5 separate regions of the Mus musculus genome follow, and regions 2, 3, 4 and 5 are each linked to region 1. The links are chromatin contacts, called in public Hi-C and promoter capture Hi-C maps. All regions are on one chromosome and are shown on one strand. Each heading gives the region's core, a stretch centred on a gene start, on an enhancer-like site or on the middle of the called end of the contact. The rest is flanking DNA. Distances are from core to core; before and after follow the strand shown.

What was found. Promoter capture Hi-C pulls out the DNA fragments that hold promoters and counts their contacts. A called contact is a pair of places that touch in the nucleus more often than the background predicts.
Region 2: a contact with region 1 is called in a promoter capture Hi-C map of pre-B cells, with 4 times the contacts expected there. The contact joins the promoter of Ccdc25 here to the promoter of Wdfy2 in region 1. A contact is called at or near these places in 2 of 39 promoter capture datasets (the C10 cell line and pre-B cells), 2 of 484 Hi-C or Micro-C datasets (both in CD4 T cells), 1 of 115 datasets of contacts at active chromatin or transcription factors (astrocytes) and 1 of 9 other capture datasets (adipose tissue).
Region 3: a promoter capture Hi-C map of pre-B cells shows a contact between it and region 1, with 4 times the contacts expected there. The contact joins the promoter of Mtmr6 here to the promoter of Wdfy2 in region 1. A contact is called at or near these places in 2 of 39 promoter capture datasets (the C10 cell line and pre-B cells), 4 of 484 Hi-C or Micro-C datasets (CD4 T cells, CD8 T cells and uterus), 3 of 115 datasets of contacts at active chromatin or transcription factors (bone marrow-derived dendritic cells, large pre-B cells and thymic regulatory T cells) and 2 of 9 other capture datasets (adipose tissue and liver).
Region 4: a Hi-C map of B cells shows a contact between it and region 1, with 5 read pairs. The contact joins the promoter of Ints9 here to the promoter of Wdfy2 in region 1. A contact is called at or near these places in 2 of 39 promoter capture datasets (liver and pre-B cells) and 1 of 484 Hi-C or Micro-C datasets (B cells).
Region 5: a contact with region 1 is called in a promoter capture Hi-C map of pre-B cells, with 3 times the contacts expected there. The contact joins the promoter of Mipep here to the promoter of Wdfy2 in region 1.

What each region holds. Positions count from the first base shown.
Region 1 is chr14:62,834,510-62,840,633 of GRCm38.p6, forward strand. Wdfy2 (WD repeat and FYVE domain containing 2) reads left to right here and starts at 3,181. Exons shown (of 12, transcript NM_175546.4): 1 at 3,181-3,548. The coding sequence starts at 3,412. Gm26536 (predicted gene, 26536) reads right to left here and starts at 4,022. Exons shown (of 2, transcript NR_168886.1): 1 at 3,616-4,022; 2 at 2,392-3,511. Mir8098 (microRNA 8098) reads left to right here and starts at 3,212; the gene lies at 3,212-3,348.
Region 2 is chr14:65,833,448-65,839,571 of GRCm38.p6, forward strand. Ccdc25 (coiled-coil domain containing 25) reads left to right here and starts at 3,855. Exons shown (of 9, transcript NM_145944.5): 1 at 3,855-4,037. The coding sequence starts at 4,010. Esco2 (establishment of sister chromatid cohesion N-acetyltransferase 2) reads right to left here and starts at 522. Exons shown (of 11, transcript NM_028039.2): 1 at 355-522.
Region 3 is chr14:60,262,984-60,269,107 of GRCm38.p6, forward strand. It overlaps Mtmr6 (myotubularin related protein 6), which reads left to right and starts at 2,222. Exons shown (of 14, transcript NM_144843.4): 1 at 2,222-2,378. The coding sequence starts at 2,355. It overlaps Gm38641 (a long non-coding RNA gene), which reads left to right. Exons shown (of 3, transcript XR_874661.1): 3 at 688-924.
Region 4 is chr14:64,946,675-64,952,798 of GRCm38.p6, forward strand. It overlaps Ints9 (integrator complex subunit 9), which reads left to right and starts at 3,619. Exons shown (of 17, transcript NM_153414.5): 1 at 3,619-3,693. The coding sequence starts at 3,685. It overlaps Hmbox1 (homeobox containing 1), which reads right to left and starts at 3,183. Exons shown (of 10, transcript NM_177338.6): 1 at 2,903-3,183.
Region 5 is chr14:60,781,394-60,787,517 of GRCm38.p6, forward strand. Mipep (mitochondrial intermediate peptidase) reads left to right here and starts at 3,173. Exons shown (of 19, transcript NM_027436.3): 1 at 3,173-3,477; 2 at 5,902-6,075. The coding sequence starts at 3,295. Mipepos (a long non-coding RNA gene) reads right to left here and starts at 3,156. Exons shown (of 3, transcript XR_001781278.2): 1 at 3,080-3,156; 2 at 2,621-2,968.

The DNA.
Region 1 (6,124 bases), core at 1,931-4,430:
CTTCCTTCCTTTTTTTTTCTTTTTCTTTTTGAAAAGGGTTTCCCTGCATAGCCTTGGCTGTCCTATAAATCACTCTGTAGAGCAGGCTGGCTTTGAACTCACAAAGATCCACTGCCACAGGCCAGGGCTTAGAATGCATGTTTTTCTAGTGTTCTTGACTGAAATGCAAGGTATTCTTCTGTAGAAGCATGCTTTCTCATGGTGCTCATATACTGTAGAGAGTTTGAAAGCAAGTCTTCGAGTAAGCAATATATAATTGAACTGGTAAGAAAACTCAAGTCTCAAACTGAATCCTAAGCTGACTTACAAAATGAAAGGCACGGTTACCTTTAATTTCTTATCCCCAGCCTTGTGATGTTTGAAAAGCTGAGGCTTTCACAGCAGGGTGGTCTGCCCTGATGCCTGACCCAAGCCCCACACTAGTAATCCATTTCTCTCCTTTGCCTTGAGAGAAAGGTGTTGCCTCCACCCTCTTTTCTTTAATTTCTTCCAATTCCTTCTGTCTTTCTCTCATTCTGTGTAACGGTTCTTTACTAGATACAGGGACATTCCTCTAAAACATCTTCATCTCTTCCTCCTCCTTTTATAACTATTTTATAACTAGGATCATCCGCCCATAACTTAGAGGTGGAGAAGACAGGGCTTAAGCAGTTTCAGCAATTTGCTTCAGGGCACCTTGTGAAGTCCTCACGCACCATCTCATTCCTTTGGTGTGAAACACCAATTCCTTTACCTCCACAGCCCTTTGTATCTTTCCTCAGTTGCCACAGATTTGGCCCTTGCTCCTAAATTCCTTCTTGAATTTAGGTTGGTGTACAGCTAGCCATTACTTAACTTCTATTTATGACTGACCCACTACCTCTGTGGGTCTCAGAATGCTGTATGCAGCTGAATTTCTGGGTATTTCATCATTTCATCAGATGACTCCGAGGCCCCAGGTCCCCACCCAGTCTTTTTTTTTGGGGGGGGGGAGGGGGTTCGAGACAGAGTTTCTTTGTGTAGCCCTGTCCTGGAACTCACTCTGTAGACCAGGCTGGTCTTGAACTCAGAAATCCGCCTGCCTCTGCCTCCCAAGTGCTGGGATCAAAGGTGTGTGCCACCACTGCCCGGCCCACCCAGTCTTTTATTACCAGTTTTGCTTGTGGAATGTGCCAGAAAAAAAATACATACTGTTTGTTACTAAAATGGTTTGTGGAGTCTCCTGTGACCCTGGCTTTCTTTGTCTGACAGACACCCTTTCATAATTGGCCATCAAAGACTGAGAAGTTGATCTAAAAGAAGTCATTTTAATCCAGTTATTAAAAATAGCCTTGGGGGCTGGAGAGATGGCTCAGCGGTTAAGAGCACTGACTGCTCTTCTGAAGGTCCTGAGTTCAAATCCCAGAAACCACATGGTGGCTCACAATTATCTGTGGTGAGATCGGATGCCCTCTTCTGGTCTGTCTGAAGATAGCTACAGTGTACTTACATATAATAAGTAAATAAATCTTTAAAAGAAAAAGACGTTTATTTAAAAAAAAATAGCCTTGGTAGTAGGTTATAAAAGATGGTTTAGCAACTAAGATTACTTGTTAGAGGACCTGGGTTTAAATCCAAGCACCCATATTGTAGCTCACAATAGGTTGTAAATACAGTTTCAGGGGGTCCACTTCTTCTGACCTTGCTGGGCTCCCGCACACATGCGGTACACATATTGGCACTCAGGCACACACACACACACACACACACACACACACACACACACACACAAACACAAACACACTATAAAATAAAGAAAAAATAGTTCTCTTGGGCCTGTAGAGATGACTTAGCAGTTAAGAGAACTGGACACTCTTCCAGAACTACATTTGACTCACAGCACCCACTTAGAGCTCACAACTTTCCATAACTCCAGTTCCAGGGATCCAGGCACACACCTGGCGAACAGACATACATGAACGGAAGACAGCCTTCTGACTGCTTTATTCCTTTCTCTCTCAATTCTGTACAAACACTAGTCTGATTATTTCACGTAAGTGGAATCATAAAATAAACGGTCCTCTATGATTAGTTCCTTTCATTTAGCATTTTGCTTTCAAGGTTCGCCTTGCTTTGCTATGCTAATGGAAATCACAGATATCTAGTACCCCACCGTTTCTTTTGGACCTGACAGTAGCAATGTTTATCCTTTGAAGCAATACTACATTCCCCCCCCCCCAAAAGAGACTGTTTTACATCCCCACCTGAATTGTAAAGGAGTTCCAATTTCCCCATAGCCCAGTCAACATTTTATTCTCCTTATTACAGTCATTCTATATTATATTGTGATTGTATTTATTAACTGTCCGTTGTCACTGGAAAAGCAAAAATGTTCAATTGCTAGGGATTGGAAACAAGACTGGACAAAAAGACTTAGGTTCAAGTGTGAGTCCTTTATTCATAATACAAAGAGAAGATTGATACCATGATCTCTAAACTCCCTCAAAGAAGCTTGTATGAGAGTCTCTTCTTCCTCTACCCTCATATCTCACTAAAACCGGTGGCAGTGTGACCCCGAGAGAAGTCTTGCTCAGCAGGGCTTGCTCTTTAGTTCTCCCTCTTAGATACTACACTATTTCTGCCTCTGACTTGGGCAATAACCCACAGAAGGCGCAGAGTTTCGTTTGCCCACATCTCTCCTGGGCTGAGAAGTGGGCGTTACTGCTTTCTAGAACAAGGACGTCGAGGATGGAGGAAACTACAACCCCCAAGAGTCCACGCGGTGCTGGCAAGAGCCGTTTCTCTACGGCCGACAGCACAGCGCCCTCTCCGGTGTGTTATTGTTAAAACTTAGCGGTGAGTCATCTGCGCGCATGCACACTCACGTCCCAACTAGTTTAGCCTCTATCCTTCCTGCAGGCGCTTTTCCGGTGCGGCTGACGTAGGCTTTTCCCCGCCCCCAGAGTCTGGAGAGGGTGGGGCTCTGGGCACGCGCATTCACAGATTTTTTTTTTTATGAGGGAGGGGACAAAGCTTTGGGTGTGGAAGGGAAAGTAAAGGACTGCGGGGCGCATGCGTCCTGACAGCACTGCGGGCCTCGGTTACTTACGGGCGGCGGGGCGGAAGTGGCTCCTGGACTGACGCACGCGCATTGGCTGCTAGTGCCCATCCTCCGGAAGTGGGTTGGCCGCCTTGCGACAGGGCCCCGCCCCGCCCCGCCCCCTGCTCCCCGCCCCCTACTCTCTTAGGTGGCGCCGGCTTGCGGCTAGTGTGGCGGCGGTGTTGGTTTTGGAAGCCAGAGCGGGCACATTCCCTGGACAGGCGGCAGGGCTATGGTCGCTGGCTCCCAAAGGCCCGCTCCGCTTCGCAGCCCGATCCTGAGCGCAAGCCTGAGCGTTCTCTTCAGCCAAGTCCCCCGGCGCGTTCGGCTGCTCCCCGGGCGCGCCCCCTCCGATGGCGGCGGAGATCCAGCCCCAGCCACTGACCCGCAAGCCGATCCTGCTGCAGCGGGTCGAGGGGTCGCAGGAGGTGGTCAACATGGCGGTGATTGTACCTAAAGAAGAGGGTGTCATCAGCGTCTCGGAGGACAGGTACTGACTGCTTGTCCCCGTGCCGCGCGGAGGTCCGGCCCTGGCTTGGTGGGAGGGTAGACCGCACCTACTGGTTCAGTTCCCAGCGCGGTGGCCTTGGCCTCAGCAACTGGTCCCTGGCGGAGTCCGAGTGGCCCTTGGGTTAACAGTGCAGGAGACACCAGACCTGGTCCAGTTTTGGGGATGGGAAGGGCAGAGGGAGAAGCCGCCCAGCTTTGCAGGTGTTTTAGCTTAAAGGACCCTCCATGCACCGGGATGATTTGGAGGCGCTGCTAGTTGGTCCATTGTTTGGTTACCCAAACGAGAAAGGGAACGTATTTTCTTTCTTCTATACGGTTCACCGAATCTGTGTATCTCCAGGACATCTTTCACCGAACCCAAGGACTTATTAAATTGTGAAGAGAGTAACTTTGGGCTTCTGCGTGTGGCGCCTTCCTTTCCTAAAAGTTTATGTCTTGGAGCTCAAGGGGAAGTGACTGGAAGTTGCAAGGGATCACTTTTGCAGACAACTGCTTGAGTTCCTTCCCTTTGCCTACTTCCTTTCCAAGATTGCTTAATTAGCAGAAGTAGCTCTGGTTCTGCCTTCAGGATTCCCCTTTTGCGCTGTGTTTTTGATTTCCAGAGGAATGCCGCTTGAATATAGGGGATAGGGTAAGATATCTGAAATTACTATTTGGGTAATATCTACAAGCATTTTAAAATCAGTTGTAGCGTGGCAGAGGTATGTAACTGTCTGGGTTCTTAGCTTCAGACAGGCAGTTAGGTTTTCTTATTATAAGTTAGTATCATGCCGAGGTAGAGTTATTCTGTGACTCTTAAAATTGCAAAGATAAAGCAAAAAGTGCTCACTTAAAAAAAAATCGTTTCAGCACCTAATGTAAATTCAAACATTTTTTACTTGATTTGTTTCTTAGGTTCTTGAATATAAAGGAAGAGTGTATTGCATGTGTATATTGCATATCGACCTCTGCATCATTCTTGATATGCATGGCGCCTACTTCATTTCCTATGCAGATCTGTGGGGAAACATTGCGAACATATGCTAATGGCAGTCAGTCCAGGAAGAACTGAAGAAACTGAGTGACGTGGATGTGGGAGCCGTTAGAGATTCATAAAGAAGTCTTATGACAGTGTTTAATTTTTTCCTTTGGTGCAACATGCTTAGACTGCATTAGACTGTTTCTGGGCTTAAAATTTGTCATCAAAGGATTATCTTTCTGGAATATTTTCTATAAAATATATTGAAGGAATATGTTGATAACTTCCCCTTTCCATTACTAGAGATGAGATTGATTCCCGATTTGTAAGCAATTCTTTAGTTCATTAAACTCAATCGGAGGAGGAGGAGAAAGGTTGTCCAGACCTCAGCTCCATGCTATTAGTTTAGAAACGTCTGATTCCCATTTCAATGTATTTTCCTTGAAGGAAACAACTTTAGTGGAGGTAATGTTCCATGTCTAGAGAAGCTAAAGTATATGTGCAGAAAAGTGAAGAGCACGTCTCGGTTCATCGTCGCACAAAGGAAGTGCAGTGCCTAATGATCTCTCACTTCCCTGGTTTGCAGTGTACATAACAGAATTTGTCTTACTGTGGAGTTACCGGGAATCGGGCCCCTGCAGTAATGCTGGGTCCTTGTCTCTGTAAATTTTGTTACTCAGGTTGACAAGTCTCTGCTTCTTCGGGTCAATCAACCATGAATGTAGCTGTTTTAAGGCAGTTTTAGATATGGCTTGCCCTAAAAGAAAGAATTGATCTGTGTTCTTACTTTTCAAAGGCAATGTTAGTGCCGCTTGATATAATGCTAAAGATAGGAAGATGGAGTATTGATTTTCATCAACACTTGCAAAACCATTACCATTAGCTGCTTTGCCAGTTCGTTACTGAACCATGAGGGTCAGCTACAAATAGTGCGCTGTAGCATTTTACTTAGGAAATCCTAGTTCCCTTTCTCCGTTCAGACTCATTGGAGCCTTTATCTGCACCTTTGAGAAAGCTTAATATTTTTGTTTTAAGCAGTGATATACCTATGTTATGTCTGTTTTGTCTTCTGTGAGGCCTCTAGGAAGCGTTGTGTCCTTTACTGACTAAGGAGCTACATAGTACCTGGCACACAGGAGTCCCTCATTACTTGTTTTATCAGTGACTGATGTAGGACCTCCCTCCACCCCATTTCTAAGAATCCAGTACTTAACTATTCTGGATTCATTGATGTTTGCTGAGTGAGTATTTGGATGACTTGTGAAAACCTTATGTAGACAAGTAGACCTTCGTGGGGGAAGTATTGGACTAGGTGGCCTTAGACACGTTCAAACTGAGAATTCAAGCATTGCTTCAGTCATCCCAGCAGACAGTAAAGTTTCTAGTGTGTTCTCATCGTGTGTGTGTGTGTGTGTGTGTGTGTGTGTGTGCGCGCGCACGTGCGCGCGCGTGTGCATTTGTGCGAATGGGTGACAGCGATGTTAATGACCAAGTCTTTTCAAGGTGCTTACATAGTTGAGTAGCAGAAATTTTAGAGTATAGGTTTTGTTTTGTGTATGTGTGTGGTGCTAGGGATGGAACTCTGAAGTCTGGACATG
Region 2 (6,124 bases), core at 2,605-5,104, 3.0 Mb after region 1:
GAGATTGCTCACACCCTTCCTGGAGGTCTGAGCGAGGTAATATGGGTGGGACAAGTCCTCCCCACGGGTCCCGGCGGGGCTCCCTCACCTCACTAGGCAGCTTGCTAAAGTCAAGCCGCGTCCCTTAGGGAGATAATTCTAGAATGTTCTTTCCTTCCTTTCCCCTTCCTTCGGAAAGGGTATGTCAGTCCCACAGAACTCCACAAGCGCGACCTCTAAGCCAACCCGAGCGTCTACGGGGCAACAGGGAAGCCCTCTCCTTGCCTGCGTGAGAGACGCTGGCACCCAGAGCGGGAGCCCCGCGGGAGGAGCAGGCAGCGGGCTACGTTCAAGGCCCTTGCCCCTTGACGTTACCTTCGTTCCTCAGTCTCCTTCTGGACCGGCGTCCACGCCTGCGGGGGTACCGCACGAAATGACCCCTCTGCACCTCAGCAAGCTTACGACCTTGCTCACAGGAACCCGGCGCTCCGCCAGTGTGTTCAAATTCACGCGCGCTACTTGAGACCAACGCTGCTGCGTACTGATTCGTCACTGCTCAGGCGCTTCCTAGAGCCTGCGCCGCGATTGGCTTCTCGCTAGTCATTGCCCCGCCCTCCGGCGAGGAGGTCTCCGAGATTCTCCCGCCCTTGAGAGGCAAAGCTGGTCAGGGGGAGGGAGTTGGGGGGAGGAGTTGGGGAAGAAGGAAGGCACACCTCCTGAAATCCTGCAATAACTTCAGGCTTCAGACCGACGCCCGTAACAGTGCATTCTGGGAATTGTAGTTTATGGCTCAGCTGAATTGGAAGTTAAATTCTGAGGCAGTTTGGTGCAAACAGCTAACGAAAAGTGACATCCCCAAGATACTGGAGGCTCTTATTTTTCATATTTGAAGCCCTATTGTTGGTTTTGCGTTTTAGAAAAAAAAGTGAGATTTTCAGTTTCCATTTTACTATTTTATTATTCAAATTATGGTGTGAATGTTTGCTAAATTTGGTTACTTTATATATTTTTAAAGATTTTATTTATTTTTTGACTATGTGCATGCCTGCAAGTGAGTATGTGTATGTGAATGGAGATACCAGCATAGGTCAGAGGAGTTGAATTCCCTGGATCAAGTTTAGACAGTTATAGGTCACCAAATGTGGATACAAGGAATTGACCTCAGGTCCTCTGCAAGAGTAGTCTGTGTTCTTAATAGCTGAGCCCAATCTCTTGAGCTGGATCCTTTACATGTTTTATTTCACGTACTCCTTACACAACCTATGAAGTTTGTATTATCATTCCTCATTTACAGAAAATGAAAACGAAGGCCTGAACACAATCACTATTTACAGGGAAGGCCTGTGGCACTCCAACTCCAATCAAGTGTCTTTTGGCAAGCAGAAATGTTCTTAAAACACTCACAGGCTTTTAAGGAGTTATTAGTGTCTAGAAGTCTCAGACAAATGTTGAAAGGAAATAAAACTTGAGACCTGTGAGTCACGTAATGTATGTCAAATAGCCCAAAGAGTTGTTTGTGAGCTTTGAAACCTGGGGCTGAGAACATAGCAGAACAGACCAGGACATGCCTGGGCAGGCCCATCGCCTCCCTATCTCCCACCCCTCTGACTTAAGTTAAATGTTAACAGGCTGCTGATGTTTAAATGGACCAATCATGTGAAACTGCGCCAATTCCTCCCCCAGTCCCACTCCTTTTCTATAAAAACCCCTAGCTTCCAAGCCACTGTCTCCTGTGTGAGATACCGGAGCTCCGCCATTAAAATACCCGTGTTGTTACATCAAGGTGTTGTGTTCTATTCGTGATTCTTGGGTGCACGCTGAATTGGGAGCTGAGTCGGGGTTTCCCCACTAGGTTCTTTCTTTTTTTTTTTCCATTTTTTATTAGGTATTTAGCTCATTTACATTTCCAATGCTATACCAAAAGTCCCCCATACCCACCCACCCCCACTCCCCTACCCACCCACTCCCCCTTTTTGGCCCTGGCGTTCCCCTGTACTGGGGCATATAAAGTTTGCGTGTCAACTAGGTTCTTTCAATGTCTAGTTCTAAATAAGTCTAAGCGATGGATGTCCTTCTTCATAGAACAAAGCTGGCTGGAATGAATTGACAAATGGCTAACATATTATTGGCTATTTGCAGGAATCATGAGTGAGTCAGCTACTCTTTTACAAGGTAGAATAAGGTTTCTACTAGGCAATGGTAGAACAGTATGTTTTGTTGAGGAAGATGTCTTTGAATCGGAGGCCTCACTACTTCAAACTCTGCTACAACTCTGCCTCCTGTTGTAATAGGGCCCAGACCTTAACAGAACTGACTCCATGATGAAAGTGTCATTCAGGCTATAAAACTCAGCACATAGACCTGTCAAAATGAAAACAAAGATCTAATCCATCAGAGTCCATAGTTCTGGGAAAGTCTCTAAATGCACTAAGCTTGCTTTCTGACTTCTGTAGTTCTTGTTAACTGAGGAATGTCAACCCAGAACATGTTTTTTTGTGTGTTTAAAAGCTCACCCTGAGGAAAGACTGAGAAAATGTTGCACTGGGATCCCAAACATCCAGTGTAGTATCCGGCCAACTAAAAAAGACTTTCTATTGGTTTAAACCCATGTTGGAGCAGTCTTCTCTGGTGGATAGCCTACAACATTGACCAGCACCAGGAAACCCAGAATGATAGTGGGTTTTGTAAAGTGAAAGAATTAGAACAATAGTGGAAACTGCTTAGTGGGAGACTCTGGCTAGTTTCTTCTTTTGAGAGAGTTAAAGCCAAAGAGGGGACATTTTTACCATCAGGTTCTACTTGCCTAGAATTTCCTGCTCTATGAAAGACTAGGCTCTCCAGGGACGGTAAAACTCCTTTTCTGTAGCCCTTTTGTGTGGTCTGACTTTTGGAGCTTGTTGGAGGGATACAGCCCGAAATGGACTCTCATATTTTTTCTTTATCAGAAATAAGAAAAACTTCCAAGTCAAACCTAGGAAGGCTGTGGAATTTTGTAAATTTATAGCAAGAGGTTCTGAACTTCAGAAGTTTGGTATTTGTTCAGTCTTGTAGGTAATAAGGAGCAGACATTAGATTTAAAGGAACAAAAAATAGCCCTACTCGGAATCCCAAAAAAGGAGAGTGTCTCTGGGTAGTAACAGTAACAATTCATTTGAGAACCTTCTGTCCTCGATGCAATTTAGTTCATTGTTTGACTGGGCAAGACAGTGCAGCATTTCTTCCATCTTGTATTCTTGCTGAGGCCATCTCAGGCTTAGATAGGGTTTGATGAACATTACCTAACTCTATTCTGACTAGTTTGGTCAAGTCAACAAACAAAAAACACAACAAAACCCTCACCTATGTCAAGTAATGGGAGAATGAGTTTATTTAAAAATTGGTTCTTGGGGCTGGTTAGATGGCTCAGTGGGTAAGAAAGAGCACTGACTGCTCTTCCGAAGGCCCGGAGTTCAAAACCCAGCAACCACATGGTGGCTCACTATCGTCCGTAATGAGATCTGATGTCCTCTTCTGGTGTGTCTAAAGACAGCTACAGTGTACTTACGTATAATAATAAATAAATCTTTTAAAAAAATTGGTTCTTACTGAGTGCCTCCTGAGGAAATGGTTACAGGGACCCTTAACCATGCATGAAAAAGGCAGTTTCTGCACGCATGGAGCCCATATTGGGTTGAGTGGGAAGACATAAAAAGCGATGACCAACTCTCGTGTCCACTTAGTAGAGCCTCTGAAAATAAAGTCTGCCCTTAGTATTTTTTCTTTATGACTTCAAACAAGATGTATTTCCCCAGCTAATTTCTTTCAACCAGACGCTTGAGCGGAATCCTCAAAATCCCCGGGACACCTGCTCTTCCGCCAACACCCTTCCCTTCGCCAGGACTAAAGATGGCGCTGACAGGACGGCGTTGTGACGCGACGGCACGTCCGCCGGAAGTGTCCTGAGGAGAGCCTGGAAGCCGGCTCACCCTCGCGCCGGCGGTATCTCAAGCTTCGCGTTTTGAGTAGGAGTCGCCACTCTTCTACCAGGATCATGGTGTTCTACTTCACCAGCAGCAGCGGTGAGTGACGCCGGGGCCCCTGCTTCCAAAGCCGGCATTCCCCAGCCGCCGCGCTGGGCTTGGACTTAGTCCTGAACCGCGTCCTTCCGCGGGCACCTCTCCCAGAGCCTTCTGGTTCCCTGCTTGGCCGTCCCCTCGGCTGCCTGGTCGTCCCCTGGCCCCGGTGGTCGCGGCGGGAATGCGCCCCCGCTTTCTTTATACCCGGTAATCATTCTCGTCCCCACTTGACAGACCCGCCAACGCTTCCTGGACGTGTGTGCGTTCCAGCCTAGTCCCCCACGTCCCCGTCGCAAGCCTTTGCCCTAGCGTTCTGCCCGCACCTTGGAGCGATGCTTGACCAGTGCGACAGGTGCCAGCAGATGTCTCCTGCAGGAAGAGTAGCTTGCCCTCCTACGCAGGGAGGGCCTGGGGTGCCGCGGAGAGCAATCGGAGGGCTGGAATGTTAGTACAGCCCCTCCCTGGGCAGAGGTGATGGTCCAGTGGACGTCTGCTAAGGCTACTGGGTTGGTTTTGGAAGGCCAGAAAGAGCTGTTTCGGTTTCCAGGAAATGCCGCGTCAACTTAGTTTCTCTGCCCATATTGTCCAGAATCAATTTCTAATTTTAAACTCTCACCCCATTAAAATAGCGCTTGCCTTTTTGAAGACACTGTGTGAGACCCAGTTTCCTCGTCAAGATAAAATATGCATTTCTTTCTGGACCCCCCTTAACATTCCTTTAGGACTGCTCTCATGTGGTATTAAAAGGTGTCTGCTTGAGCTACCGGGCAGGTCTCTTGAGGGGCAGTCTGTCTTGTCTCCTTAGCATAGTGCCCTACTTACACAGTTGGCTGCTGTGTTGATTTTTGCCCCTTCTTGAGACAGTGAGTGGCTCAGGTTGCTTCAAACATAGACTCTCCTGCCTGAAGGCTCCCTGACGTTGGCATTACTTTCTAGGTCCCCAGATCTGGAGTTATTGTTTGGTGGTTTTGTCTCTTAGTACTTTTTAGTTTGTTTATTTTTGAGACAGGATCTCATTATGTAGCCCTTGGCTGGCCTAGAACTCACAGTGTAGATCAGGCTGGCTTTGAATTCATGCTACCCTCTGCTCTGCCTCCCCAGTGCCGGGATTAAAGGCATGTACTACCTAGCCTTTCATGATACTTTTAACTGAAGCATTATTTTGTGAAGCGTCCTTCAGTGTGAGGTGTTTGTTTGTTTTTCTTTTTTGTAGCCATGCTACTTCTAAAAATTATTTTATGTCTGTAGGTATTTTTCCTACATGCGCATCTACATACTACTTGTGTGCCTAGTGCCTATCAAGGCCAGAAGAGGATGATAGATCCCCTGGAACTGGAGTGACAGACAGTTGTTTGAGTTAGAGTGTTTGTCTAGTATTCCTGAAGTCTGGGGTTTGATCTCTAATACCACAGAAACTGAGTATGTGGTCCACTCCTGGAATCCTGTGATCCAGGAGGTGGGGGCAGAAACTCCCTGGCCTTCTAAATGTATGGTCCCTTGGTCCCTCCCTCCACCCCTCCTCTCTCTCTCTCTCTCTCTCTCTCTCTCTCTCTCTCTCTCTCTCTTGCATTTTTCGAGACAGGGTTTCTCTGTGTAGCCCTGGCTGTCTTGGAACTCACTCTATAGATATAGACCAGGCTGGCCTCGAACTCAGAAATCCGCTTGCCTCTGCCTCCCGAGTGCTGGGATTAAAGGCGTGCGCCACCACCGCCCAGCGAATGTATGGTCTCTTAACTTTTATTTGTTTTTTGTTTTTTGTCAGTCTCAGATAGACCAGACTGCCCTAAGCCAGCCTCCGTAGCTAAGGACAGCATGAATTCCAGACCCTTCTCCCACTCAAATGCTGGGACTATAGGCATACAACACCATCACTGCCCTGTGTGTGTTCTGCTCAGGGGTACAGACTCTCCAGCCAACTCTGTTTCTATCTACCAGGTCTTGTGCTTTGTAGACTGAACACCATCTCACAAATTTAGCTCCATTTAGGGTCCAGCAAGTTTTGGTAGGGTGTGTACCTAGTTCTTTCAGTCCTAATCTTGTACTTTAGAATCAAGATTAAGGAAAGCTTTCTAAGCAACAAAATGCTCATT
Region 3 (6,124 bases), core at 972-3,471, 2.6 Mb before region 1:
CATTTCTGACAAACATTAACTTAAGTTCTCCTTTTAAAAATATGTTTTTGTGAAAGATCTCAAATTATTAAAAGAATTGCTCAATGAAGGAGCTAGAGAAAGGACCCAAGGTGCCAAAAGGGTTTGCAGCCCCATAGGGGGAACAACAATATGAACCAACCAGTATCCCCCCAAAGCTCCCAGGGACTAAACCACCAACTAAAGAGTACACATGGTGGGACTCATGGCTCCAGCTGCACATGTAGCAGAGATGGCCTAGTTGGTTATCAATGGGAGGAGAGCCCATGGTCCTGTGAAGGCTCTATGCTCCAGGGTAGGGAATGCCAGGGCCAGGAAGCAGGAGTGGGTGGGTTGGTGAGCAGGGGGAGGGAAGAGGGGATAGGGGATTTTCAGAGGGAAAACCAGGAAAGAGGATAACATTTGAAATGCAAATCAAGAAAATATCTAATAAAAATATGTTTAAAAAAAAAGACTTGCTTATGGAGGAAATGAAGACTAACCAAAACCAAATAAAGTTGATTGATAGAGCTTAAGGGTGGCCTGTTTGGAAATCTTTTAAACATTTTTAAATCGTGAACCCTTTTCAGCAGAAAAACTTTTATTTATCTTTGGTTATATAGGTACTTACAATAGGTGTACAAATCAAACATTTGCTGATAATATTTTGCTTGTTTGTTTTTGTTACAGTCTCACTATGTGGAACAGCATGCTCTGAAATTTACAGGCAACAACTTGCCTCTGTCTCTGAAGTGCTGGGATTAAAGTCATGCCCCAGCATACAAGGTAAATTTATTTTTACAAACAATTCTTTTGTACACATACATCTTTACTACTTAATTATGAGTAGAACAGAGATAGATATGTTTTTCTGATACAGCTCAATTCAAAGATACACTAATTTGATATATACTAAGGAATAATAGGAAAATATGAAAAGTTTTGCTTTCTGTAATCAAACTGCTCTTTCTATAAGAGTAGCAATGTTTGTACAAACTGTAAAGACACCACAATTCATAACACATAGTAGATGAAATCTGATCTGAGGCAGTTACTGTCATGAACACAGCAAAGTACAGTTGTAGAGATTTGAGACCCAAAGCTTATTCCAGAAGCAAAGCCAGAGATAGGCTGCGTTTTTAATCAAGTTTTGGTCAGCTCCTGGTCCCCAGGGTTGCCATGAACAGTTTAAAAGTGTTGGTTTAATTGAAAGGTCTTTTGCAGGAGGCAGCCAGAGAAGCAAGGAGAGAGCACACCAGCTACCCGTTAGGAAGGCAAACTGCCCATCCCAGCCATTTTTGTTTATTTACAAAAGACAAAGATCAGAAAAGTTTCTAATAAGAATTTAACAGATGGGCTGTTGAAATGGCTTAGTGTGTAACAGCACTGACCACTCTTCCAAAGGACTTGAGTTCAAATCCCAGCAACCACATGGTGGCTCACAACCATCCATAATGAGATCTGATGTCTTCTTCTGATGTGTCTGAAGACAACTGCAGTGTACTTATTTATAACAATAATTAAATCTTTGGGCCAGAGCGAGCAGAGGTCCCTAAATTCAATTCCCAACAACCACATAAAGGCTCACAACCATCTGTACAGCTACAGTGTACTCACATACAAAAAAAAAAAAAAAAAAAAAAAACAACAAAAAAAAAAAACTTAAACAAAAAGAACTTAACAGATAAGCCATCTTTCCAACCCTGAGCAATATCTTTCAAATTAAAAAAAGACATTCATGTAGCATCTTAAATTAAAGTGCAGCCTTATCTATAAGCCTGTAAGAGTAATATCCTGCCCCTTGGTAACAAAGACCATACAAAATGTACTCAAACTTAATACTGATAATCATAATAGAATTTAATAGTTCATTACAGGAGCCCAGTGCTCCATGAGTTTCTAAATGTAATTTAACCTGGAATTTAGAGGTATCCAGTCTCGCACTCACTGGAAAATTCCTTTTGGTCAGGAAAAGGAATATCTTTAAACCTAGAAAAAGCTTCTAGTCCCTCTTGCTGATCCTTGTCTAGCTGAACATGTGGGTTAGCTTGGTTGGCCGGGGCAATACCAGTCCTCCATCAGAGAGGGCGCTGTACAACAGGCCATGCATGTGGCCCAGCTAGCATACGCTCTCTATGGGCGACACTCAGCCGGCTGTCAGGATCCCCTCTGAAGCTAAGATTTGCGGAAGTGTTTCTAGGCGACAGAGCTCTCAGATGACGCCTGCGCAGTGCCACCGGCGGCGGGGGTGGCTGACGCTGCCGGGTTGAGGGAGTTCCTGCGGGTGGCTGTCACCGCCCCGTTTCTCTCCCGATGGTGCTCTCCTGAGGCCAGCTGCCTGCGGGCGTCGCCCCGGGATGGAGCACATCCGGACAACCAAGGTAGTCGGCGGGAGATCCTCGCAGCTGCCGGGGTCCATTGGGCAGAGGCGGACGGGCAGTTTGGGGGTGCGGGGCCTCCGTTGAGGGCCGGCAGTTTGGGGGTGCGGAGGCCGTGTGGACAGCGCAGGCGCCTTGGCAGGAGGTGCTTGGGGAGTCGGCAAACGGTGGCCGCCCAGCGAGCTTTGCTCTTTTGGACAAGACTGGGGCTGCTTTTTACTTTGGGGGATTTCGGCCGATCGCCGCCTGGCTCGCCCCCAGGCTGGTGGGTCCAGTTATCCATCAGTGCTGTGCTGTTCTTGAACCAGTCTTGCTCTGGTTTAAGTGCCCCGCCCGCTCTTTTCCGCGGTGCAAATATTAGCGCATCCGAGGCCACTCACTTTTCTAGTTCTCCAGACACTTAGAGTTGATACTTCTGTGCTTCCAACTTTAGGCATTGTCTTAAGTGTAGGGAGCCAACTTGACAGCAGTTATGCAGAAGGGGAAAGAAAGGCTGTGTCATATTGTAAAAGGTCCATGGAACTTTCCTATAACTGAGCTTGTTTGTCAAGTCCGTGCTTAATTTTTCTGTGTGAGAAGAATTCAGAGAATGGCCAAACTTCAGCCTCAGAAAGGGCCAAAACAGAAATGGAGATCAAAGGGCGTGAATGACCTTTTAAGATGAGGAAAAACACCTCTCTGGGCTTTGCCAGAGCCTTAACTGTCACTTACTGTCTGTCCTAAAGGTCTTAAAGTTACAGGTCATTTGGGAATAAACTGCATTTTTTTCTTCATTATTCTTTAAAACGCTTCACAGTCCTTGATGTTATGGATAACATAACATGAATTTTTGTTAGGATTTATTTTGGAGTTTGCCTATACTATTTGTAGGAAATGTGGAGGTGCTCCTCTTCCAAAATTTTGGTTTTTTTGAGACAAGGTTTCTCTGTGTAGCTCTGGCTGTCCTGGAACTTGCACTGTAGACTAGGCTGGCCTTGAATTTACAGAGAGCTATCCTCCTTTGATTCCAAGTGCAGGGATTAAAGGTGTGCACCACCACTGCTTGGCAGATTTTATTTATTTATTTAAAGAGAAGGAACGTTTAAGTTGCTGACATTTAAAATTTGAAAATGGGAGGATGATTCGATGTACAGCAGAGGGTGCTAAGGCAGGGAAGAGAATGAGAGTGAGCATGGGAGCCCTTCTTGTCCCTGTCACAGGGCCCTAACAGCTGTCGGCTCAGAAACTGCCTTCTACTCTGAACCTCATTGCTTGTTTGCTGCTGAGAATCTCTCTCTCTCTCTCTCTCTCTCTCTCTCTCACACACACACACACACACACACACACATCAGTGAAAGCAAACAGAATCCAGTGAACTAAAAACACCCTGATCACTAAGTGAGCACTGGTGGGAAAATCTAGATGATTCCCTTCATTAGTTACAAAATGACCTCCGTCAGTTTATGAAGAACCGATCTGGCCTTTGGGGTGTATAGCTGTCATTTTTATGATCTTGAAGGTTGTTCCTGATTAAACCTTACTGTCTTCCTGGTAGGCCCATGCTGCTGTTAGGTAAGGCTGCTTTTTGCTCACCTTTTAGATCTGACCTTTTATGTCTTTTTTTAATGGTTAAGAGATTTCCAGTTGGTTTCCAACTGAAGTTGCTTCTTAAGGGACTGCCTTTGTTATTTTGTGTCACTGTTGTGGCAAGGAGGCGTTTCTCTAGAGAAGTCTTAAGTGGGTGTATATAGACTATAGTGGAACCGAGGTTTGCTGGGAACTAGCATGTACACACTTGACTGACACTGGCATCCCACACAAGAGCATCATGAACCTCACACTGTAGTCTGATAATTGTTATATAGACTCTACTGTTTCCTTAAATTATGGTTTGGAAAAAGTGTAGTCTTACAGAATTGCTTTGAACATAACCAAGTTTTTGTTTTTATTATGTATACTCTTCTCCCAAACATATTTAATTGCATAAAAATATGTTTTAGGCTAGGCGTGGTGGCGCACGCCTTTAATCCCAGAACTCGGGAGGCAGAGGCAGGCAGATTTCTGAGTTCGAGGCCAGCCTGGTCTACAAAGTGAGTTCCAGGACAGCCAGGGCTACACAGAGAAACCCTGTCATGAAAAAACAAAAGAAAAAAAAAAGTTTTAAACTCTGTGTAGTTTAATTGGTATAATCAGAATTGTTTGTAGGGCTCTCAGGATGGCTCAGTGTTGGTAAAGGGACCTGATGCCAAGCCTGACGATCGGAGCTGGTTCTCCAGAACCCACGCGGGGGAAGGAGGGAACCAACTTCTCAAAGAGTCTCTCTCAGCTCCACACAGGTTTCTTGGCCTGTGCATGCCCACCCCACCCTCAAGTAAAAGTAATAAACATTTTTAACTGATTATGATAATGTATGACTGTTCAGTGAGTTTCTTTTAATGTTGTTTAACAGCTGTCTTTGAAAAGTAATGATTACCTTCTGTTAGGCAATTATATCAGTGAACACAGTTATGTACCATTGTCATAATTTCACAATGTTCACATTTCACATATATGTTAGTTCATTAGCTCTCATCACCATGATGTTTACTTTTAATAATCACCTTGACACAAGGTAGAGTCACTTGGGAAGGGGGCCCAGTGACAGACATTGGCCTGTGAGGGTTTTTTTTTTCTTTTTGTCTTAATTGGCTGAGGTGGGGAAGGCCCATCCTAATGTGGGCAGCAGCATTTTGTGATCTGGATCCTGAATGTATAAAAGTAGAGAAAGCAAGGGGGCGGCATTTGTGCATATATTCTGTCTCTGCTCCTGAGTCTAGATGTGACCTGTTTTCTCAAGGTCCTGCTGTGACTTCCCCACAATGGTGGTTGGAATTTTAAGCCAAATGAACCCTAGCTTTATGTCAAAGAGTGTTATCACAGCAACAGACATGGAACCAGGACCATCAGTGATCTAAAAATGGACCCTGCCAGTGGTTTTAGAATCTCCATTTATAGATGAGGAAGAAATTAGTAAGTTTGAATGACCTGTCAGGTTAGCCATGTATGGCTGTTAGAATTTAAACTAATGTCTAACTCCAAAGGTGAGGTGTGCTCTTCCTAGCATGAACAGTTGTAATAAAATTGTGAAATTGGCATTCACTTAGAAAAGATTAACTAAAAGGGTTTCCCTTTTCTAGGTTTACCATAAGTAATAGTTTTATATTCTTGTTTTTGTATCTTGTTTTTGTATTTTGTATTTTGTTTAGAGTTATCATTTGCTTTGTCCTCTGCTATCAGAGATTAAATAACTCTCGCGCCAACATTCAGCTGTTAGCTATATCATCCTATTTTTATATCACATTTGCCTTGAAACAGGGTCTCTCACTGAACCAGATGCTCAACCTTTCAGACAGGCTGGCTGAACTCTTTAGATCGCTTGTCTTTGTTCTCCCAGTGATGGGGCCACAGGCACATAAAACTATGGCTGGCTTGCTACATGGATGCTGGGAGTTCAACCTTAGGTCCTTGTGTTTGTTCTTACTCACTGAACTCTCTCCCCAGACCCGAGAACTCAAAGATTGTTTTTTTTAAATTATTATTATTTTTTTATTAGATTCATTCATTTTATGTGTGGGTGTTTTGCCTGCATATATGTTTGTGCACCATGTGTGTGCTTGGTGCCCAAGGAGGACAAAAGAGGACAAGATTCCCTGGAACTACAGTTACTAATGATTGTGAGATGCTGTTTGGGGTGCTGAAGCAACAGATACTTTTACCTAGTGACCTGTCTT
Region 4 (6,124 bases), core at 2,369-4,868, 2.1 Mb after region 1:
CAGATGAAGCCCTCTGGAAAGGCATTCAACACATTACTAAGGATTCCTTTCCTTGATGCACTTTTGCAACTAAACAGTTTTGCGTGTATGTACGCTTTGCACAGAACTAACAGCAGACTGGCTAAAAACAACTTGCATTTTCAACTCCCTATAATGTAAAGGCCGGATATTTTTTTTTTCAGAAATGATCAGATTAAAATAAATATGTCTTTACAGTTACAGGATGAAATTTTAGGCTGGACAGGCACCACTGCCCCCATTCTCTCCGTTTTTTCATAAACCATATGACTTCCACATGCTGAGAGTGTTTTATGCTTTAGTCTGCAGTAAAGGCTTTACATCATTTTAATGCCCCAGTACTCAAAATGCAACAGAATCAGCCCAGTGAATATAAGGAAGATTCAGTGTACATGGAGCCATTATTTCCAGACTACTAGTCAGAAAAAGTTTAACGAATGTTTTTCCCATAAATAACTTCACAATTCCATTGATGAAAATAAACAAGAAGAAGATTCAAGGTAAGGGTAGATGAAAAACACTCATTTTTCTAGGTTGGAACATTTTAGTTTGTCATATCTAAAATGATTATTAAACATGTAAAAATTCAATATCTACTAGAATACATTTTGGAAAACTACAAGTAAACAACTATTTTGTTGTTACATGGAATTTTCTTCCAGTTTTTGAAAAATAATGTTTCAGGTTAAGATAAAGCCTCAAACAAGTAATTCTGAAAATCCTGGTCTTCAACAAACCATAGGCTCAGCTTGGAACAGCACACTGTGTACAAAATTATATTTAGGTCCATTCACATACTTAACACTCAACTTCATGCAAACACAGTCCCCTTATCTGTGGGAATGATCAACAGCAGAAATTTCAAATCAAAGACTAAAACTACCATAAATCCCAGTGTGATGCTATGGAATCTAAAAGCCCATAGCTAACAGAAGAACTCAAGAACTAACACATTCTTGACCAAACACATAATACATGAAATTCTCAAGTCAAAATAGAAATAATGCCAATTATTCTTTTAGTGATTTAAAAGTCTATGATATCACAAAATTATCACAGAGAGTGATTGAAGAAGATGTATTTTGGACTGAGGGAGTACAAAATGTATGATCTTAAATTCTCCTGGTGTAATGTCATTAAATATTCAAGACTGTGAGAAACAAGAGATGTTTCATTCCAACCCTAATTGAAAATGGAAAAATAAAATAAAATTTCCCAAACTTGACTTATAAGCATAATACAACCAGATCCAGCAACTTAGCCGTGCAATTTTAATAAGTTTAATGCAAAGCACTGCAAACCTGATGTGATAATGACTTGTGGCATAAATGCAAAATAACAACAAATTCGGGTCCTTTTCACTTAACGATGCATTTTATAGTGAAACCACAAAAAGCACAGCCCATATTAGCACAAACTAAGCAAAAAAGTACAGGAGGTATTATGTCCATCGGGAAGAGAAATGTTCTGTGCCAAGGAAGGAAGGAAGGAAGGAAGGAAGGAAGGAAGGAAGGGGGTGGGGGAGAGAGGAAGCTAAGGAAAGATAGGAAAGAGAAGGCAAAGATTTCTATTATCTGCAGGTCCCCAGAAAAAGGGGCACGTGACTATACCCTATATAACAGACGAGGGTTTTTTTAAGCTTCAGACAAAAATAAAAATAGCAATCACTTTTATCATTCAACTTTACGAAGCGTGTATCTTTACTGCTAAGTGCATTCTTTGCTTCACTCACCCAATGCTTCCTCACTCTTCCATACCAGTTTTCAAGCATTTGTGACACAGAACAGGGTGGGGTAGAAGAAAAAACAAAACAAACAACAAAAAACAAAAAACAAAAAACAAAAAAAGACCACAGCGCCTTTCAGCGCACAGTCAACCCTCTTCTCCGCAAAAAATTTCCAACAGTTTTTTCAACTACGAAAATAAGTCGCCTTATCTACCTCAGGATACAGAGCAGACGTTCTGTCTCATTAGAAGACAGCGATGCGGATGGCATTTAGCACTCGAGATTCCCAGCCCCACGTTCCCGAATTTTAAATAACTGGCAAGCTACTGAGCATGAAGATGACAAGATACCTCTACTTACTGTTTCGGGGTGAAGGTGGGTGGAGGACTCCTTTCAAAGTAGCCCCAATAGTGTAACCCAAACACGGTTCCGGAATAAAATACTAAGAGACACTTTTCCTTTCCCACCTTTAGCTGCCGACTTGAGGCAAAGATGCATCTCCACATCACATCATCTATATAGTCCTGCCGGGAGTTTGGGGTGGAGACTGGCCCAGAGTAGGGCACCGAGTGTGAGCTGGGCGCCCAGACACTAACGAGTTACTGAGCCCCCCCAAACCCTGCACAAGATCCTTGGACCAAAAGTCCAGCCCGGGACTCCTGCGTGCTTCCCAAGCCCAGGCCGCTTATCTCTGACTCCAGCCATCTAACTTACCATCTACAGACATTCCTTCAAGACGATCGCAGCACCCAAGTACACGTCACAGTTTAAAACACAGCGAGACACTCCCCAAACAAACCAGCACACCTCGAAACCACCTTACAGTTTCTCAAACTCCCAAGCAGGAAGACCCCCCAACTCCAGGATTCAAACCTTCCGCCGGTCCTGAAGACCAGAGAGAAGTTGGGAAGCCATCGACGCCTCTCCACGCCCGCCCCTCACAAACTGCCCCACCCCACAGCCCGCGCACGGCCGCCCCCTCGGAAGTACCCCTACTTGCTCCCCTATGCTCAACCTGGCTACTCCAGAGACCCATCTGTGGCGCCTACTCACTTTCTCTCCCCCCCAAACATCTCGACATTTTTTTTTCCTTAAAGTAATGAGAGAAGTGAGGAAAAGAGACTTGAGGCAGTCCAGCTTGCAAACGACCCCACTCACCTTGGAAATCCAGCTGAGAGTTCTCTGCACCCTGCTCAGCCCCCTCCCCAGCGTCCCAGTGCAAGGCTGAGGGAGGGAGGAGGAAGGCGGGAGGGGGAGGGGATCTTCACCGCGGGGCGCCCTGCGGGAGGGGCTGAGGAGGGCTCCAGGCCCGCGCAGGAAGAGCCTAGGGGGGAGGGGAGGCCCCTATCTCCCAGTCTCCCCCTGAAAACCTCCCTTGTCTCAATCACATCAGACTGACTGTCTTTGTCTGGCTGACAACCGCCATATTGATAGCAACAGCCCCGCTCCCACCTGCTGCCGCTGGGCATCCCTGGGAGTTGTAGTTTCCGGTTCCCTAGAGGAAAAGTGCAGAGTTGAGGGTCTGAGGCCCTAGGGAACTACAGCTTCCAGCAGGCACTGCGCCCATACGCCTTCCCACAGGGAGGAGGGGAGCTGGGAGCTGAAATCGTGCGGACTACACATCCCAGAATACCATGGATGCTAGACCCAGATGAGGGACATGATATCATGCTGGGATGGAAAGGAAGGATGAATTGGCGGCGGCGATGAATTTGAGCGGACGGAAGGAGGTGATTAGAGAGAAAAGGGAGGAAAAGGAAAGACGCCCACAGTGCCCATGATACCTGCAGTAAAACTACATTTCCCGTGAGGCTCTGGAAAATGCTTAAGGAGTGAAGACTCCAAGTCCCGCGATGCTCTGGGCTATAGAGATTAAACCGGAAGATCCTTCCCTGTCTTTAGAAGTGAAGAGACTGGTACTGAACAACCAAAAGTCCGATATGAAACTGGTGAGTTTCCACTACTAAGTCAGAGGGCAAAGGTAATGAATGCTATATATCTTTGGAGTCTGTCGCCTCCACCATGATTTATCACGGAGGGAGGTCAGCACTTAAAAATTATAAAGTGAGCTGGGTTTTGCGATTGGGATTTGAATTCCCGCTTGCTCACATCCCACAGCTCCTGCATCTGTCAGGAGGTCTTCATTACTGTTTGGCAGATCCCTTTGGCCGCACGTGAGGTTGTATGTTACATTTCTTCACCCTTGGGCTAAAGATAGGCTCCAAAACTTTGGTTTGGTCATGTTTCTCAGCCTGCACCTGAGAGCTATAATAGATCATCAACCACTTTCCACTTAATGAGCACTTGAGTGGACTCCTACTGATATTGCGAGGCTGGATTCCGATCTGAACAGAAAGTAGGAGCGATCAGACAGAAGGTCTAAATGTCCTGTTACTCCTAACTGCAGTTCGAATTACAAGAAAGAGATGCTAAAGGGTGGTGCCCTTGAAGGATTCCCGTCTAAAGCCTGCTTGAAATAAACAGCTCTAGATAAAACATGCCTCCTGAAGAAGTAACTGTGTGGCAAAACACTAAGCTGACAGGTGGCCTTTTCAGATATTTGCTTTGCCCCATTTTTCTGAGCACACCGTTCTAACAAGTTGTTTTATTCAAGCTTAATGGAATAAGTAATAGAGTAATAAGGAAATTGAACGCAGGTGTGAAATGCTTGTCGTCGCCCTCCTATTCCCTACATTCTCACTGCCAACTTACTGTAGAATCTTCCTAATTGCTACGTGGAGAGAAATATCCTCAATAGAGTGAAGTGTGTTTGGTATGTTCTGTTTAAGAGAGAAGCGATGCAGAAACGTTTATTCCAGAACAACTTTTTTTTTTTTTTCTCTTCTTCTGTTTTTTTGAGATAGAGCTTCTCTGTGTAGCCCTAGCTGTCCTGGAATTCTCTTTGTAGCCCAGGCTGGCCTCTCAGAACAACTTCTTTGGGAGGGTATCAGAACTTAGGTACTTTTTGCTTTACTCATAAAATCTTCTTGCTTAACGTATACACAGAGGTTAAAGCAGGGAAGGAGCAAATGGAAAATTAGCCATTCCCTTTCAGAATCAAAAGCTGGCGAAAAGAAACCAGATGTGGCACACCTTTAATTCCAGCACTCAGGAGGCAGAGGCAGGCAGACCTCTGAGTTCTAGGATAGCCAGGGAAGTTATACTGAGAAATCCTGTCTCAAAAAAAGAAAGAAAGAAAGATAAAGAAAAGAGAGAGAAAAAGAAATCAAGAAAAGGAAGTATTAAAAAGAAAGAAAAGAAAAAGAAGTATTCTAATTATTATCTTCCCTTTCAAACAGTGTAGATCCAATAATTAATCCAATAATTACTATCCGAATATCAAAATAGTTTCTCAGTAGGTTAAACTTGTGTGCTGTGCCTACCAAAGGGTTTGAATAAACTTTCTCAGGTCCTTACATTTTAGCTCTGTTTACTGCTTTAAAAATGTGAGGTTGGCTATGGGTTTTGTATATTATAGGGACTAGGGATCTATGTCAGTGGCAGCATGGTTGCCTAGGATGCACACAATACATTGGGTTTGGTCTTCAGCATGATGGTAATGAGTTACATTGTGAAACACAAACATGCTTTTGAACAAAGTCTTGTTTTTGAGTAAGACTTTCCCTTGCTGGGCAGTGGTGATGCACACCTTTAATCCAAGCACTTGGGAGGAGGAAGCAGGCAGATTTCTGAGTTGGAGGCCAGCCTGGTCTACAGAGTGAGTTCCAGGACAGCCAGGACTGCACAGAGAAACCCTGTCTCAGAAAAACAAAACAAAACAAATAAGACTTTCACAGGTGCACATGAGGGATAGCCACATCTTGATTCTTTTCCCTTAATGAGAATTTCTTGAATAGGTCTGTTTTTCTGTCTTCTTACTAATACTGCTTACTTACTTACTAATACTGTGATGGTTTGTTTCACTGGGCATTTGGAATTCAGTAAGACCTTCTGTCCTTAAGTTTTGTTTTTGTTATTGTTTTTGTTTATCAGCTTCACACAAAGCTAGAGTTATCTGGGAAGAGGGGTTTCAAATGAGAAAATGCCTCCCTTTAGTCTGCATTTCCTTGATTGACGATTGATGTGGATGGTGTCAACCCACTATTTGTGGTACTATCTCTGTGCAGATGTTCCTGAAGCTGATAAGAAAGCAAGCTCAGCAAGCTGTGGGGAGCAAGCAATAAATAGCCTTCCTCCATAGCCTCTGTTTCAGTTCCTGCCTCTAGGCCCTGACTTCCCTACGTGATGGATGTGATCGGGATCTAAACTAGTTAAACACTTTGCCTCCTTTTGGTCACAGTGGGTGTTGTTTATGGTTTTGTTTGTTTAGTTGGTTGGTTGGTTGGTTTCGGTTCGCCTTTAGTTTTGTTTTGTCTTGAG
Region 5 (6,124 bases), core at 1,923-4,422, 2.1 Mb before region 1:
GTGCAAGGTCCCCATGTCAGCAAGACTGAGACTAAGTCCCTGAAGGAAGGTTCTTCCTTGACACAGCTTCTAGTAGCCCCTGGAGTCCCTTGGTTTGAAGTGCGTCACTTCAGTGTCTCTGCCTGTAGCTCTGCATTGGTTTCCTTCTGTAACAGCACATGCCCAAATTTTCCTCTTCTAATGAGGAGTACACCAGTCATTTTGGATTCAGATCCATCCCAATATGATTGTATCTGTAAAGACACTACCCCAAATAAGGTCTGATTTGCAGGTATCAGAGCTTGGTACTTTTACTTAACTTTTTTTTTTTTTTTTTCGAGACAGGGTTTCTCTGTATAGCCCTGGCTGTCCTGGAACTCACTCTGTAGACCAGGCTGGCCTCAAACTCAGAAATCTGCCTGCCTCTGCCTCCCGAGTGCTGGGATTAAAGGTGTGTGCCATCACCGCCCAGCAGAGCTTGGTACTTTAAAAATGTCTTATAGGGAGACACAATTCTACCCACAATAGTCTGTCCTCTAGACTTGCCTCCAGGTTGATGTCCTTCCTATGTCCTATCAGTCAACAGACCTGCCCTAACATACAAAATTCCAGCATTATCATTTATGCCTAAAAAAATCATCCTTGAAGTCATTTAAATCAGCAACAAGAGGGACCTGTTGTGTGGGACATCTGGGAAGAATCTAGCGAGATGGAAATCTTTAGTCCGGCAAGTTATTTGCTTTCAAAGTACAGTGTTAGGTTAGACATAAGATGCCCATTAAAGGGAGACAGGAGAGGCAAAAAGGGCCCAGGAGTTTCAAGCCAGTCTGAAACCCAGCAGGGAAAACCCCAGTATTTGAAATGGTCAGTCTTGCCACAACGCTGTACTTCCTTATGCGATCTCACTGCGGGACTCTTAGGGAGTGTTTCAGGCAGATTTTCTTCCGGCCCACCTGGGTACCTGGCAGTGATGGTGAATTGTCCACACGTATCCGAAACTCAGATGCTCACTGGAATGAACATGCTTTTACAGGTGGTTTCCAAACCCTGGCTGTGATGGCTAGCTAATCTTCACTGTCAACATGGCCAATATTAGAAGCGCCTTTGAGACACCCCTCTGGTCATTACTGTGAGAGCTTTTCCAGAAAGGTTCAGTTAAAGAGAGATGGACCTGTCCTGAAAGAGAGTGGTACTGTTCCAGGGGCTGGGGTCCAGACTGGAGAGAAAGGAACACAGGAAGTGCTAAACTAAGTACCAGCACTGAACTCTCTCTGCTTCCATCCACCCCACTGTGAGGGGAACTCATGCTATCACCACTCTAAGCTACTCCTGTGTCCTCTCTCCCTCCCTCCCCCGCCTCTCTCCCTCCCTCCCCCGCCTCTCTCCCTCCCTCCCCCGCCTCTCTCCCTCCCTCCCCCGCCTCTCTCCCTCCCTCCCCCGCCTCTCTCCCTCCCTCCCCCACCTTTTTCCCTCCCTCCCCCGCCTTTTTCCCTCCCCCGCCTTTTTTTTTTTTTCCCTCCCTCCCCCCCCCCCCCCCCCCCCGCCTCTCTCTCTGTGTCCTCTCAACCCCACCTCCCAAAGGCTGGGATACCACAGTCCCTTTTCTGTCTACTGCCCCCCCCCTTCTACCCAGAACAATCTCTCAAGGAAAAATCGAATTTCTCATAATGAAACCCTTCCTTCTAGGCATGGTGGCTCCTGCCTGGAATCCCAGCACCCAGGAGGATGCTGAGGCAAGACTGCCAGTTTGAGCTCAGACTGGGATACATGGTGAGTTACAGCCTGGAACACGGAGTGAGAGCCTGTCTGCAAACCAGTCAAACACACACAAAACCTTCAAAATGTTCATTTCTCCCCTACCAAGGTCTATAAAGCAGATATGACTGCCACCCCTCACGTCACCTTCTGCAGGAGAGATGACTGCACCTTCAAAAGAAAGCTCTGCTTCCGGCAGGACCCTACACCCTGAACCACGGTGGTGTGGCTGTCCTTCCTCTGGAGAAGGCTAGGGGTGTAGAAAGACTTCCCCAAGCTTTCCCAAGTCTGCACTGTCATTTCTACTTTCCCGGGCACTCGACCACAATTTCCCAATGCCCTCCCTCCCAGCCTCTGCCTTCCTTTCATTTTCGCAGTAGGACATTTCACATTAGTCCTGTCTGTACTGATTTAGATTTTAGACTATCGTGATGAGACACTGGGAGTTAGATCGACTCCCTGGTGGGCAGGCAGAGAGAAAGGGGGGGGGGGACCATGGCTAGGTGATGATGGTGGTGAATCTCCAAGATGCCCAGCTTCTTCCTCAACCTACCGTTTTCCTCTCCCACCACCAGACCCCATTGCTGATGGACCTGCTCAATGAAGTCAAGACTGGGTCAGGACATGTCACACAACAGTTCTGGGCCAACCAACCACCCTAGATTTCTTCAAACTCTCCAGCCCTAAATTAGGAGCAGAAGGCTCTGCAGAGGCTTAAAATAATAATAATAATAATAATAATAATAATAATAATAATAAACCCAGCCCCTGAGAGGAGTCTCTCTCTCTCTCTCTCCCTCTTTTTCTCTCTCTCCAGCTTTCTGAGTCCCCTTTGCAGAGAGTCTTTTTCTGTGTGCCTGTTGCAGGAAACACACACCTCACTCACCTTCCTTCTACTCCTAATTCTGTCCACGATGCTTAAGATTTCTCTGCTGCTCCATGCTGGTCTTCAGATTTTTCCTGCCTTTTAATTCTTCGGCTGGCAGAAACAACAAACCTGACCAAGACTCCTAGACTATATCATTCCAAAACCCTTAGACCGTATCAATAGTTTCCAAAGTCAAAATAGATGATAATTCTCCAATAGTTAATTCACATGGCTATACACAACCATAGCTGGTGGGCATGCAGACATGGAAGTGACTTCAACAACTTTTGGAGAAGACAGGTGCCTTGGATTTCGACTGCTTGTGGTTTCTTCTGGATCCTTTCACGCGCCGCCATTGAGTCTCCTCTGAGAATCAAGAAAGCATCAAGAAAGCATCTTGAGTTCTCACATTCATTCCTGGCACCTGTAAAAAGTTCCAATGCCTGACCCGACTTCCTTCTCCCTGTGCCCTAGTACCACTGTCAAACTCAAATCCAGGACGTTTCTTCCTCCAGACACACGAGGGCGCTACGAAACTGGAGCTGCTCAGAAGGCGTGGAGGGCGACGCTCTTCCTAACGATTGTTAGCGTGCTCAAGTCCGGGTCTGCCCTGCGAGTTCCGCGGCGTGGGCTGCTGCCTTGGAAACGCGGGGCGCGCGCTTCCCGAGCCTGGCAGAGCCGGGGTCCGGAGGATGCTGCTGGCGGCCGGGGCACGGTACGCCCGCCGGCTGTGCGGCCGGGGAGCCGCGGCGGCTCTGCAGGGACGCACAGGCCGGAGCTGCGCCCGGGACGTCAGTACTAGCTGGTCCCCGGTGGGCGCCGCCTTCAACGTCAAGCCCCAGAGCCACCTATGGAACCTGTTGGGGGAGCGCCGGGTGAGCGTGCCGTGGGTCTGGGCAGCGCGGGCTCCGCGTCTGGCTGAAAAGGGACTGTGCCGGGATAAGCGCACCCCGGAGCGGCTGACCCAGCGGCAACTCAGCCTTTCCTCTACTCAAGCTCCATTCTTTTCCTTCTGGCTTCAGAGTTCACATTTGCCCTTGGCTTTGTAACGACACTCTTGCTTTGAAAACTCCATCACACCTTAATTGTCCACTTCAGGCTGCTCTGAAACAACCTGTTAAACTAGGCATAGTGGCTCTTGTAAGACAGTCTTGATAGGTAGAGGCAAGAGGGTACAAAAGACAGTCCTTTGGGCTCCGAACTGACTTTGAGACTAGCCTGAGTTGCTTAAGAACCGGCGGTAAAACAGAAAGCACCTACAGAACCCTACTGAGAAAAATCAGATTTCCTGTCGTGCTTTGTAGTTTATTGCATAGCCTACGAAGTCATCAGAATTGCTTGGCTATTTCTACTCTGCCCTTGGTGGTGTTGGACACTTGATAATGAATGAGGAAAAGGCAGGAAGACTGAGGAAAGATTTTTGTCCTAAAACAATGATTTTTCAACCCTTCTAATGCTGTGACTCTTTAATACAGTTCCTCCCGATGCGGTGACCTCAAACCATAAGATTATTTTGTTGCTATTTCACAACTAATTGTGCTACTGTTATGAATTATAAACATCTGATATATGAACCCCCAGGTGGGTTCTAAAAGTGTTTTTTTATTTTTTTATCTTTTCACTGTTGGGCAGCTTTCTAAAGACAAGTCTGGGATATAGCTTCATTGTACTTCATGGCATATCTCTGTGTTTAACTTTGTCTATTTGAAAGTTCTTTCTTATTATATAAATTTTCCTCCAAAACCCATAAAGGTCGATGATGCTGGTATTAGTGGAGTTGGTGTTGGAAGTGCCTTTTAGCAGAAAGATAAGCTTGGTTTTGGGTGGATGAAATAGAACTGATTTCACCTGTATTTTAAACCATTGTTTAGTGTGTGTGTGTGTGTGTGTGTGTGTGTGTGTGAATGCATGCAGGTCTGGAAGGCGCAGGCCAGAGGACAGCCTTTCCGGATCTGTAACCTTCAACCTTTTGGAGGTGGAGTCTCTCTTGGTTTTGCTATTGGACTGAATACTCAGGTTATCGTTCCTGCTCCTATTTGGTTCTTGAGCTTCTGGGCTGTTTTCTTGTTTCTATCTTGATGTAGGAGGACTGCTGGGATTATAGTTGCATGCCACAAACATTTGACTTTCAAGCTTTTTTTATTTTTTTATTTTATGTGTTTTGCCCAAATATATGTAAATTCACCACATGCGCAGTGTCCGTGCAGGCGAAAAGAGGGTGTTCTATCCCCTGCAACTGAAGTTGTAAACAGGTGGTAAACTACCATATAAGATGCTGGGAATAGAACCCCGGTCCTCTGCAAGAGCAGTAACCACTGGGCCATCTCTCCAGCCCTTCTTCCCAAGTTGTTTTTAATTATGTTTTTGTTTGTTTGTGTGTATAGGTGCCTGTATGTCCATATGCCTGGCTTTTAGGACTTGGGATGCATAGATGAGAAGATCTGAAGTTCCAGACTCAGTCACAGGAAACAAAAAGAATTTTAAAGCGTATTTCCATATCCGTAAAAGGGGAATGTACTCCCGGTTCTAGAACTGTGTGATTTAGCTGAGAGAATCTGTGTAAAGTACATGGCACACTTTGGCCTGCGTTATATTAAGCATCAGCTTTCTCAGGGCGCCAGGATTGGTGCTCCAGCTGCTGTTCAAAGATGGTCATTCGCATTAGATTAGTGATTTTATTTTTCTTTATTAAAATACTGGAGTTCCTTAGTTTCAGCCAGTGACTGGGTTTGGTATGTTACGTCTCCTTGTGGGTTATTGGTATTGTGGGTTGGTATTATGTGTGGAGACCTCGCTGTATGTGAGGCACTCATACATACTGTCTGCTTTAGTATGTTTCTGTGCTGACAGGTATACTGCCAGCCTCAGATACTTGATGAGAAAACTGAAGCCCGGGAGGAATGATCAAGTGACCAAGGTTGTGAACTAATTATAGCTGTCATTAACATCTGTTAAGTGCTGTCTGTGTGCCGGGCACTGTTAGAAATTTTGTTGAACTTTTGAATCTTCATTTAGTCTTCCCAGCCTTTTTCTCACGGAGACATGGTGATGACAGCTGAACCCACACCATTCATTTACTTTTGAAAAGTAGGGAAAGCTTGAAGGAGACATATAGTTTCAAAACATTTTAGGGTTATTTTGTGTAGCATGACAGAGAAATAGTGACACTGTTCCCATGAGCATAGATGTGGGTGGTCGCCAAAATCAGGGCTTTGCACAAAAGTAGTTCTAGGGAGTGAAACAGACAGACAAAACTGTGCTTCTGGCTATCGGTTAGACATGCTGTTTTGTACTTTTAGGGTCTTTTTGGAGTTCCTGAGCTCAGCACCCCTGAAGGATTCCAAGTTGCCCAAGAGGAAGCCTTGAAGAAGACGGAGTGGCTGGTAGAGCGAGCATGTTCCACACCCCCAGGGCCACAGACAGTCCTCATTTTTGACGAACTCTCGGATTGCCTGTGCAGAGTGGCTGACTTGGTGAGATTTAGAATGGAAAACAAGGGTGTGTAAGGGTGCAGGAGCGTGC